Regions from separate parts of the Sus scrofa genome. Here regions 1 and 2 are each linked to region 3. Evidence: chromatin contacts called from public HiChIP or PLAC-seq data. All regions are on one chromosome and are shown on one strand. Each heading gives the region's core, a stretch centred on a gene start, on an enhancer-like site or on the middle of the called end of the contact. The rest is flanking DNA. Distances are from core to core; before and after follow the strand shown.

What was found. HiChIP or PLAC-seq counts read pairs in DNA pulled down with a chosen protein or histone mark.
Region 1: a contact with region 3 is called in an H3K27ac HiChIP or PLAC-seq map of alveolar macrophages. The contact joins the promoter of GNG10 here to the promoter of HSDL2 in region 3. A contact is called at or near these places in 2 of 2 datasets of contacts at active chromatin or transcription factors (alveolar macrophages and skeletal muscle).
Region 2: a contact with region 3 is called in an H3K27ac HiChIP or PLAC-seq map of skeletal muscle. The contact joins the promoter of LOC100515643 here to the promoter of HSDL2 in region 3. A contact is called at or near these places in 3 of 5 promoter capture datasets (fetal liver, fetal skeletal muscle and liver) and 2 of 2 datasets of contacts at active chromatin or transcription factors (alveolar macrophages and skeletal muscle).

What each region holds. Positions count from the first base shown.
Region 1 is chr1:252,451,561-252,454,868 of Sscrofa11.1, reverse strand. GNG10 (guanine nucleotide-binding protein G(I)/G(S)/G(O) subunit gamma-10) reads right to left here and starts at 1,860. Exons shown (of 3, transcript XM_021067494.1): 1 at 1,666-1,860. The coding sequence starts at 1,746. LOC110256067 (a long non-coding RNA gene) reads left to right here and starts at 1,874. Exons shown (of 2, transcript XR_002337286.1): 1 at 1,874-1,950. It overlaps LOC106509234 (a long non-coding RNA gene), which reads right to left and starts at 1,493. Exons shown (of 2, transcript XR_002337288.1): 1 at 1,212-1,493; 2 at 559-638.
Region 2 is chr1:252,424,976-252,428,478 of Sscrofa11.1, reverse strand. LOC100515643 (dnaJ homolog subfamily C member 25) reads right to left here and starts at 2,122. Exons shown (of 4, transcript XM_021067479.1): 1 at 1,703-2,122. The coding sequence starts at 2,035.
Region 3 is chr1:253,122,697-253,125,900 of Sscrofa11.1, reverse strand. HSDL2 (hydroxysteroid dehydrogenase like 2) reads right to left here and starts at 1,429. Exons shown (of 11, transcript NM_001197021.2): 1 at 1,341-1,429. The coding sequence starts at 1,357.

The DNA.
Region 1 (3,308 bases), core at 611-3,110, 670 kb after region 3:
ATGTGCCTGCTGGCGGGGGGGGGGGGGGGGGGGGGGGGTGGGGGGGTGGGGGGGTGGGGTGGGGGTGGGGGGGGTGGTTCCTCTCCCATTCTCAACAGCACTCTCTCCCCCATCCTCCACCCTTGTGACTCCATTAGTTCCCTTTCTTCCCTCCTAGAAGAAAACTTGGCTTCCTATTTCACAAAGATAACTGTCATCATACCCTCCTTAAGCCCGTATCTGGAAACATCTATGTTTACACATATACTTCCTCCTTTCTTCCTGATTCAGAAGGTGCCCCTCCAATCCCAGGCCCCCCACAAACTCTGTCTCTACCTCCAGTTTTCCTTCTCCATTTGTTTCTCCCCCTTGACCTAAAAATAGTTTGTTCCTTCCTCTCAGCCTCAAAATACAGCTTTTCATTTTCTAAATCGAAAGTTTCCTCTTTAAAACGAGTTTTTTCAAAAAAAATCTGCTTACCCTGTTACAATCTAGATCCCACTTCTACTACTACATGTCCCTGAAACGTCTGCATTCCACAACTCTCTCTTTACCTTCTTTAATTGTTTCCACAACACATACTCTCCGAAATTATTTTATTTATTGGTTCATGTGTTTATCGTTTATCTTCCCCATTAGAATCACCATATTCTGAATACCTAGGATAGGGTGTGGTACAGAGAAAAGGCATTACTGAGGTTCACGGAATATCACAACGGTGTTCGTTCATTCACCACACACAGTCTACGAAAAAATGATCTATGCTTGTTGCTAACCACAATTACACAACAAATGCTTTTTCATCAACTGACTAAATAATGGACATGTTGACTAAGTCCCACATCTATGAAAACCCCATCTTCCTTCCCCACTTCGGTAACCTTGCTTTCTCTTGCTCCTGCTCTTCTCGAGACCACCTCTTTCGGTCGGTCCCTGGGTTCCACGATCTGGTCTCTTTCTACAGTTTTCACCCTTGTATGTTCTTTCGGTTTTGTTCTCTTGAGTTTCAGCCCAGGCTGCCAAACACCTCCTGGGCATCCCCTCAAAGTCCACGTATCCGAAACTAGATGCATCAGATGATCTCCTCTGTCTACCGTAGCGAATGGCAACGCCATCCATCCCACCAGGCCAGAAACCCGAGCAGCGCCCTCCTCCTCCCTCATCCTATCAACCCATCACCAAGGCCCGTCGGTGCAGTCGCCTCCGCAGCTCTGGACCCCATCCTCCCGCACCAGCCGAATCCCGGCCACTAGCGCGTCCCCCGCGATCCCGGTGTCCTCGCGTCGGCCCCGCACCCGAGTCACTGTGTCCACATCACTGAAACGAGACCGCCCCCGGGGCTCTCGGTCCCGGACAACCCTCGCGAGGACAGGCGCGTCTCCCCGGCGCCCCCAGGCCGGTCGACCCGCCTTGGGCCCCCCGCGTCCCCGCCTCTCACGGGCGCCTGGGTTCAAGCCGCCACCGCGCGGCCCCCGACCCAACGAGGCCGAACCGAAAGCAACGTCCTCTGGGCGGCTCACCCGTCCCGCCGCTGCTCCGCGGACCCTGCGGGCTCGCTCGCCAACGGGCGGGTCCCGCAGCCCCCGGCTCCGGCGCGGCCTCCTCTTCTCCGGCCCACAGATGCCGGGGCGGGGCGGGAGCGGGCGGTTTCCACGCCCCGAGGCCAGGCGCTGGCGAGGGCCTCACCTTGATCCTCTCCACGCTGGCCTCCAGCTTGAGCTGCTCCACCAGGCGCTGCAGGGCGCTCACGCTGGCCCCGGAAGACATGGCGGCGACCTGGACTGCGGGCGGGCGGCCGGGCGCCGGCAGATAACGAGGCCCAGAGGCTCGGCACCGCCCCGGGGCGGGGAAGCCGCTGCGCCCGGCCCCGCCCCGCCGCCGGAGCCCCGCCCCGCCCCGCCCCGCCGCGGGAGCCCGGCCCCGCTCCGCCCCGCCGCTCCGCAGCTCCCCGCGTTGACACAGACGCCGCAGGTAAGCGACACCTTGGGGTTCCGAGTTGCCTGACACTTAATTCTGCCTTCTAAACTCTGTCCCCTGTGGCGCGTCGCCCCCCACGCAGGGGCGCTCACCTCCTCCACATCGAAGCTTCTAGGGCTTTGGGAGGAGCAGGGGTGGGTGTAGAGTGTGGGAATGGAGAAAGCAAAGACGCGTGCCTGGTGAACCAGAACTGGGACTGTGTGTGGCTGGGGCAAGGGGTGAAGTGAGTGGGAGAAATAAGCCAGACGTGAAGGCTTCTAAGCCCTGCGAGAGTGTTATCTCAGGGGGGGTGAGGATTGCCACGGAACAGAAACAGGTGTATACATTAGCCTGTTATTGTTTGGCGGGAGTCCTACCACGCGTTAGGGTTAGGAAGGTAAGCAGGGTAAAATCTCAGACCCTAACATCTTTGCGGAACGTAGAGAAGAAAATTAAATTCAGCCTTCTCACTCCCATCTGGCCCTTGAACTGTAACTATTGTTTCTGTTGTGCTGCATTTTCTTTTTTTATAGTGGACGTCCGTTTGTTTTACAAAACTGGAATCATTAGTATAAGTAAAGTGTGTATTATTTGTGGATTTTTTTCACTTAATGTGTTATGAATATTTCCTAATAATTCTTTCGCGCCTTTGTGTGTCAGTACCCACCTAAGTACTGCAAAAAGGTAACATACTAGCTTGTGTAACTGGAAAGCCCAGGAACTTTCAAATTTAATTGCTCAAATAATAGCTGTAGCACTCTCATTCTCCATCTCTCCGCTCTGCTTTTTCTGAGTGTTGACCTTGTTTTCTAGATGCTAAATAGACTCACTCCTCCTAGTGCCGTGAAGGAAGGTTCCATGCCTTCAGTGTCCCAGTTCAAGAAACCCAGGGATAGTAGCGCTTTTCTAGTTGTTACAGCAAAATCCCTCTGATGAATCTCACGGATCTTATTGAGTCACCTGTCCACCCCTGAACCAATCCCTATTTGAAGGCAAGGGTTTTGTAGTGTTGGAATGCTCAGACTAGCTGCACCAGGCCCAGAGCGGGATGAGAGGTGGGGTGAGCTAGTGGGTGCTGTGGTGTACCACCCAACTTCCCCATTTAGGACTAAGGTACTCCTTTCACCTGCTGGGAGTAGCAACCCGCTGATACCTCTCAGCTGAGTCCCCTTGGGAACTGCCCTTAGCCAGAGAGCCACCCTTCCTGGTGTCAGCTGTCACCCAGTGACTGATGTGAGGCTGTAGAAAATCTGAACCCCACCCTCCTTGCCTCGAGTTGGCACAACATTGAAAGACGATCCTAGCTCCAGTGCTCCACTCAGCAGTCATCTGAGGCCTTTATGGCAGCCGCTTCAGAGTTCAGTTCCTCTCTC
Region 2 (3,503 bases), core at 873-3,372, 700 kb after region 3:
CTCCAGACATACAAGTTTTCAACTCCCTCAAAGTTCCTTGTCCTTGAGTGGAAAGATTTTTTTATTGAGCTTTTTATTAGCTGACAAATCAATACTAAGCTTGTAGAAATCTTTAGAGGCAACCATTACAGATCCACTGATTGACCTCTGAATTTGTCTAAGAAAATGGCAAGAATATCCCAGGTTTCCTCCTGGCAAGATTTGCAGTACTATCTCTAACTGTCTCTATTTCTTAGCATTTATCTTCAAAGTCCTGTCTGTCATGCTCACCATTTTCATGCCAAACCTACCCATCTCCAGCCTCGGCAAGAAGGCAGCAGTCGTCAGCGTTCCTGCTGCCTCTCTTCTGAAAGTTCTCCACGTGCCCAGTGCTCCCTCCAGGGCTTTAGAAGACCAGAGGGAGGCCTTCTGGCTGCTTGTCTGAACTACTATCTTTGTTCACTGCAGAAAAATAGAGACTGGAGCCTTGGATGCTGGGCTGCCCTGATAAAGAGGGTCTTTCCCATTTTTCTGAAGTCCTTCCTCAATCCCTCTTTATCCTAAACAACAGACGACTAAGCTCTCTGGCCTCAGCACTTTCCCAGCCTCCCACGCATTGCTCAGTTAATCACCAATAAAAATTAAAATCTCACCAATGCTGGTAAGAACTTAGTAAGTTTTATGACTCCATATTATCCAAACTGTTCTGGAAAGCAAGAAGGAAGAGCCATTAACTAACTCCCTGACTCAGTATTTTCAGGTCTGGAAATCTAACCTAGAAAAATAATCCATGGTTAAATTATAGTATACCCACTCAAAGCAGTCATTAAAAGGAGACAATACAGCAAGAAGGAAAACTCTACCTCAAAAAGGGAAATTGAAAGGTTGGAAAAAAAATACCCTACGACTGCAACTGCTGTTGCATTGCCATGATGGAGCCCTTGAGGCAGTAACACTTACACCAAATATGATTTATACTCTGACTTCTTATGGTTTCATCTTCACAGTAGTAGGAGAAAACAGGATCTGGCTAAATCTCCCTATCCCCATAGACTCAATAAAACATTTGTCAAATGACTACACAGATATTCAAACCGTTTCCCCCTAGGAATTCTCAGAGTCTTAAAACACAAGTCATTAAGCACCTACTGGCAGGCCCTATACGGGGGGGGGGGGGGTTCTCATTTATTATTTAATTCTCACAACAAGCCCACAAGCAGGTATCATAGCCTTAATTGTTCATATGAAGAAACAGGTACTCTGACATACGAAGTCACTACCCAAAGTCATACAGGGGTGTCAGAGCCAAGAGTCAAGCATCCAAACATGCGATGTTCTTAGTATTTTTGTAACCTTAGACCCAAGCGAAATGTCACAATTAAACCCATCTCGAACCAACCCAATTGGTTATGTCCAATTGGCGTGATCGCATTGTCACTGGAGACCTTTCCTGTGATCTATCACAGATCCTGGTACAACAATCACCCTGCTTTCCGGGTGTGAGCTGCACGTTATTAAAATGCTTTCACTAAATCCTAAGAGTCCAAAGCTTTGCATAACAAAAGACTGTCACAAAAAGGAGAGGGCTGGATGTCCCCCCAAGACCAACAAGGCTCCCATCTTTGTTAATGGGCCGAATGGGCTGTCACGCAGCATCCTATCGGTGGTGAGGTGGCCGCGCCCCGCGCCGGAGTCACAGGAAACCTCGCTCTCGCAACCTCACCTTGAGAGTCTCGTAGGCGGTGGCCACCAGCAAGAAGGCCTCCTCCGGGCTCTGGGGCATCCATCCGGGGCCCTCGTCGCCTGGCTCCGGCCGGTAGCGGTCCGGGTGGTAGCGCCGGGCCAGCTGGCGGTAGGCCCGCGCGATCTCCGCCTTGCCCGCCGTGCGGCTGACGCCCAGGACCTCGTAGCAGTCCCGCGTGCCGCAGTAGAGACCCTCCACCAGGGCCCCCGCGGGCCGCGCCAGCAGCAGCGCCAGCAGCATGGGCGGCAGCAGCACCAACCAGCGCCGGCCGGCAGCCCGGACTCCCCGGCGCAGAGCTAGCGGCCCCGCCATCCCGGCTCGGCCGTGGCTGCAGTGCCCCAGCCGCACTCCCGCACTCGGCGGCGCGCCCGGCTCTGCCTCCGGGCCCAGCTCCACGTCAGCAGGCGGAGCTTACGCGCAGGCGCACGGGACGCGGCTGCCGCAACCACTTCCTTTACGACTGTGGCCAGGGGAGCCGGACGCTTCAGGCCCCCGCCAGCTTCCGGTGTCTTTGACCGCGCTCCTAGTCCCAGTGGCTTGAGGATTTGTTCTCAGTTGGAGAGACCGTAAGGATGTCAGTGTCTGACGTGCACTTAACCAGTGTGTGCAGAGCGCTTTACTGTCCACAGTGCCCTTCCCACCAGTCTTTTAGGCATCCTGACTTCACCTGCTGAAATTGGTCGTCCGGCTCTCTTGCCATCTGGATGTCAAGATGTGTACCCAAGGTCTCCTCACTAACCCCACTCTGCCTTTTCAAAAGGAAGCTGAACTTAGAGATTCCAGTCGCTATCCTGCCTTAAAGTTCATGGCCATTTACTGCCGGGTTTCTCAGACTCCACATTATGACATTTGGACTGGATAATTCTTTGCCTTGCAAGGCCTGTCCCATGCATTGGAAGATGTTTAGCAGCATCGTGGACACTACAGACCAAATCCCAGTTGTACCACCCGAGTCGTGACAATCAAAAATGTCTCCAGGTATTCTCAAATGTATTCTGGGGGTAGGGCTGCCAGAAACAAATAGTGGTTGCTCAGTTAAATTTGTATCTCAAATAAACAAATTTCTAGTGTACTATACCCAAATATTGCATGGACTGTGTAGCACAAGAACTTTGCTTTAAAAAGGGTTGTTTCTGGAGTTCCCATTGTGGTGCAGTGGTTAACGAATCCGACTAGGAACCATGAGGTTGCGGTTTCGATCCCTGCTCTTGCTCAGTGGGTTAACGATCCGGCGTTGCCGTGAGCTGTGGTGTAGGTCGCAGACGCGGCTCTGATCCCACGTTGCTGTGGCTCTGGCGTGGGATGGCAGCTACAGCTCCGATTCGACCCCTAGCCTGGGAACCTCCATATGCCAAGGCAGCGGCCCAAGAAATGGCAAAAAGACATCAAAATAAAATAAAAAGTGTTGTTTCTGTCATTCACTCAGTAAATACTTACTGAGTCTTTACTATGAGCTAGGCACCGTTGTAGGCTCTGGGCATATAGTAGTGAGCAGGGCAGACAAGATTCTTGGTTTCAGGAAGTATATATTCTGCTGGAGAATGATAAACAAGGAGTTCCCCCTTGTGGCTCAGTGGTAATGAACCCGACTAGTCTTCTTGGGGATGCAGGTTTGATTCCTGGTCCCGCTCAGTGATGTAGGAATCCAGTGTTGCTGTGAGTTGTGGTGTAGGCCGACGGCTGCAGCTCCGATTCAGCCCCTAATCTGGGAACTTCCATATGCCACGAGCATGGGCTTAAAAAGAGAGAGAATGATAGGCAATAAACAAGCAAATGAACT
Region 3 (3,204 bases), core at 180-2,679:
AACTATACTTCAAAAAAATATATTTTTAAGGAAAAAAAAAAAAAAAAAAGGCCTCTTTGCCTTTGGTCTAGTTGGACTGATTCCCAGTAGGATAAAGAACATGTTCATGCTCAAAGTCTCAGGCATTGGCAGAAAGAAAGGCAAAGGCAGCTTTCCTCTTAACCTGAAGACTGGATCTCAACTACTAAAACCCCTCCATCTCAAGAAAAAAAGTTTCCAAATTCATCAGTACCACTGGAGGATGACTAAAACTTAACCTACACTACAATTCTCCAAAATTCTCTGGTACCTCAAAATTCTGGTAAATGTGATGAAACTTTTATTTTTAAGACAGAAAAGCAATCACAAAAAGTTCATTTAAAAGTTCATTTAAAAAAATAAACATCAAAGAATAACCAGGAATATTCTGAAAAAAAAAATCCAAATGTGGCAGGATTTTCCAAGATCTAAAATATTTTATAAAACTAGAGCAGTTAATGTAGTTTGGTACTGGTAACATGAATACAGTCCAAAGTAACAGAATAAAAAAATGAATAAACAGTGAGTTTTCTAACTCACTTCCTATGCCAAAATATTATGCAAAACAGTACATCATTTCAGGAAAATAAAAATCTGAATGGAAAAAAAAATCATACAAAAATACTAGAATATTTACAAGTTAAAAAACAAAACAATTTAAGATGACAACAGCTTACAGCTTTGTCACAAAAACACAAAAGCCTTAAAAGAACAGATTGATTCCTGGTGGTGCAGTGGGTTTAAGATCCAGGTTGTCACTGCCATGGCCTGGGTCCCATCCCTGGCCTGGGAACTTCCACATGCCTTGGGCCTGGCCAAAAGAAAAAGTTCTCTCGAAAGATACCCATACTTTAAGATTAGTTTAATTTGTTAGTAAAGTCTCTGTGTAAACACCTCATCCTTTTATTCTTCCAGAACTGAGCGTTCGGAACAAGAGGAGAATCATTAGGTGTCCCTGTGACCTTTCACCTAGAACTCAAAGGCCTGCAGCAAGGCCGCTATTGCAAGACAGCTATTGCTAAGCCGAAGGTGGGACGCGCTCTTGGGGCGGCGGGGTACCTCGCTCAGAATTCTTTACCTGTGGAAGAGGTTTTAACATGGCTGTCATCCCGAAGTAGTCAACTTTGCGTTACTTTTCATGAGTTACCGCAGAGTCGAAGAATCCCGCGGCCAGCGTGGGGCAGCGTTCCAGACCGCGCCGGGCAGCTGCTTTAATCCTCCCACCGCGGGGGTCGGGCCACCCAAGCCATCTACTCCGGCTCCACCTAGCCCCGCACTCCGCCCGGCCTGGTCCCTTCCCCGTGGCGCTCGCATCCTCTTACCCGGTGTTGGGCAACATAACTTCCGCGGACCAGAGTCGGTGGCAACAACCGCCACAGGAAGGAATACTGCAAATAGAAGCTGACTTTCTGCTCCGCATTTAGCCCCGCTCCATCCCCGCCCCCTAGGGCCCCGCCCCAAGGCCTGCGGGAGAATTGAGTGCTCCAAAGAGCGGAAGGGGGCTGAGTGCGCCTGCGCACGCAGTTGTCCTCTTTGGCGCTAATTTCCAGCTCCCCCCGCCTGGCCCCTGGAAACCGGCTCTGTGCGCAAGCGCTCTGAGAGACAACTCTGCCCCACCCCGCGTGCGGGGCTCTACGGGGACAATCGGTGCCTACCCCGCGTCTGGAGTAGTGGTGCGTCAGCCGCTCAGTACGCCCTCCCCAGGGCTGTGAACGGTTTCTCGCCCCTGTGCTGAGTGCCTTTGCCGGCGGGATGACCCTTTGAGTCGTGCAGCAGGGACCTGGAGGGCTGAGGTGCAGCTTCTCAGCGGATTTTTGGCTCTCTCTCCACAATGGCACCTGGGCGCCTGCCCGGCTGCACGCGCGCCTTCAGAGGCACTTCTTAGGAATTGCTTTTCCTCGGCAGATAAGCACCTTCTCCCAGAAGCCGGCCAGCGTCGCAGTTCAACTCTGCCACCGAATTTGGACTAACGCCGGTAGGCCGATAGATAGATAAAGAAAGCCCTTGGAGAAGGGCAGCTTCTGGATCAGACCTCTATACACACTAATCGTGCCGAAGAACTCAGAGTTAACCTGGATTTTGCGACTCTTAGCCAGTATCTCGGTGAGGAAATTCCCAAATTCGGTGGGATAAAGTGAATTCTGGGAGCCAGTATTGCTTTTGGTATCCTTGGACATAGCTCAGCAACCCTAATGAACTAAAGACTGGCATAATATTTTTAGGGAGATGTGAAGAAATTCTGTTTTTGAAGAGGTAGAGCAGGATGACGAGGTTGTTTTATGAAGACTGGTTAAAGAAACTAGTCTGAAGCTAGGATATGTACTATCCCTTTTATTACAAGCCCTAAATATCTCTATTTGCTCATTTATGTATCTTGCCAGTCTCATAGGCATTTGAATTTGTCATGTATGATAAGGTCCTTAGAAACTCCGGAGGAATTTACTTACTCAAATATTAGCACCTACTGTGTGCTGGTCACTGGAGATACAGCAGGGCAAAAAAGGTAAGGCCTCGGCCTATGTAGGAGGAATGAGTAACCAATGTTTTTTAGACCTGTAAATATTAGGTGTTTTAGAAAGTGCATTGGTAGGGACTGTTAGATGAAAAAACCTTCCACTCCTTAAAGAAAATGAAGACCACCTACAGAATGGAAAATATATATATATACTTGCAAGCCATATATGTCTTATAAGGTCTAGTATCCAAAATGTATGAAGAATGCTTACAACGCAGCAACAAAAAGAGGAACAACCCCCAAGTTAAACATGAGCAGAGGACCTCAATAGACATTTCAACAAAGAAGATATACCAAAAGCCAGAAGTCACATGAAAAGATGCCCAACAGCATTAGTTACTAGGGAAATACAAATCCAAACCATGGTGAAATTTTACACCCACTAGGATAGCTAGAAAAGATGGAAAATACTAAGTATTGACCAACATGTAGTGAAATTGGGGCACTCATTCATTGCTAGTGGGAATGTAAAATGGCATGGCCACTTTGGAAAACAGTTTCGCAGGTGCCCCAAAAGTTAAACCTGGTTACCGTCCACTGGATATCTACCTAAAAAAAGAGAAGTTCCACTCATTGGAAGATATCCAAAATAAATGAAACATGTCGAGAATAACCACTAGATGGCACTGATATTTTAAAATTCAAAATCATGTAACACGAGAAAGGTTAAT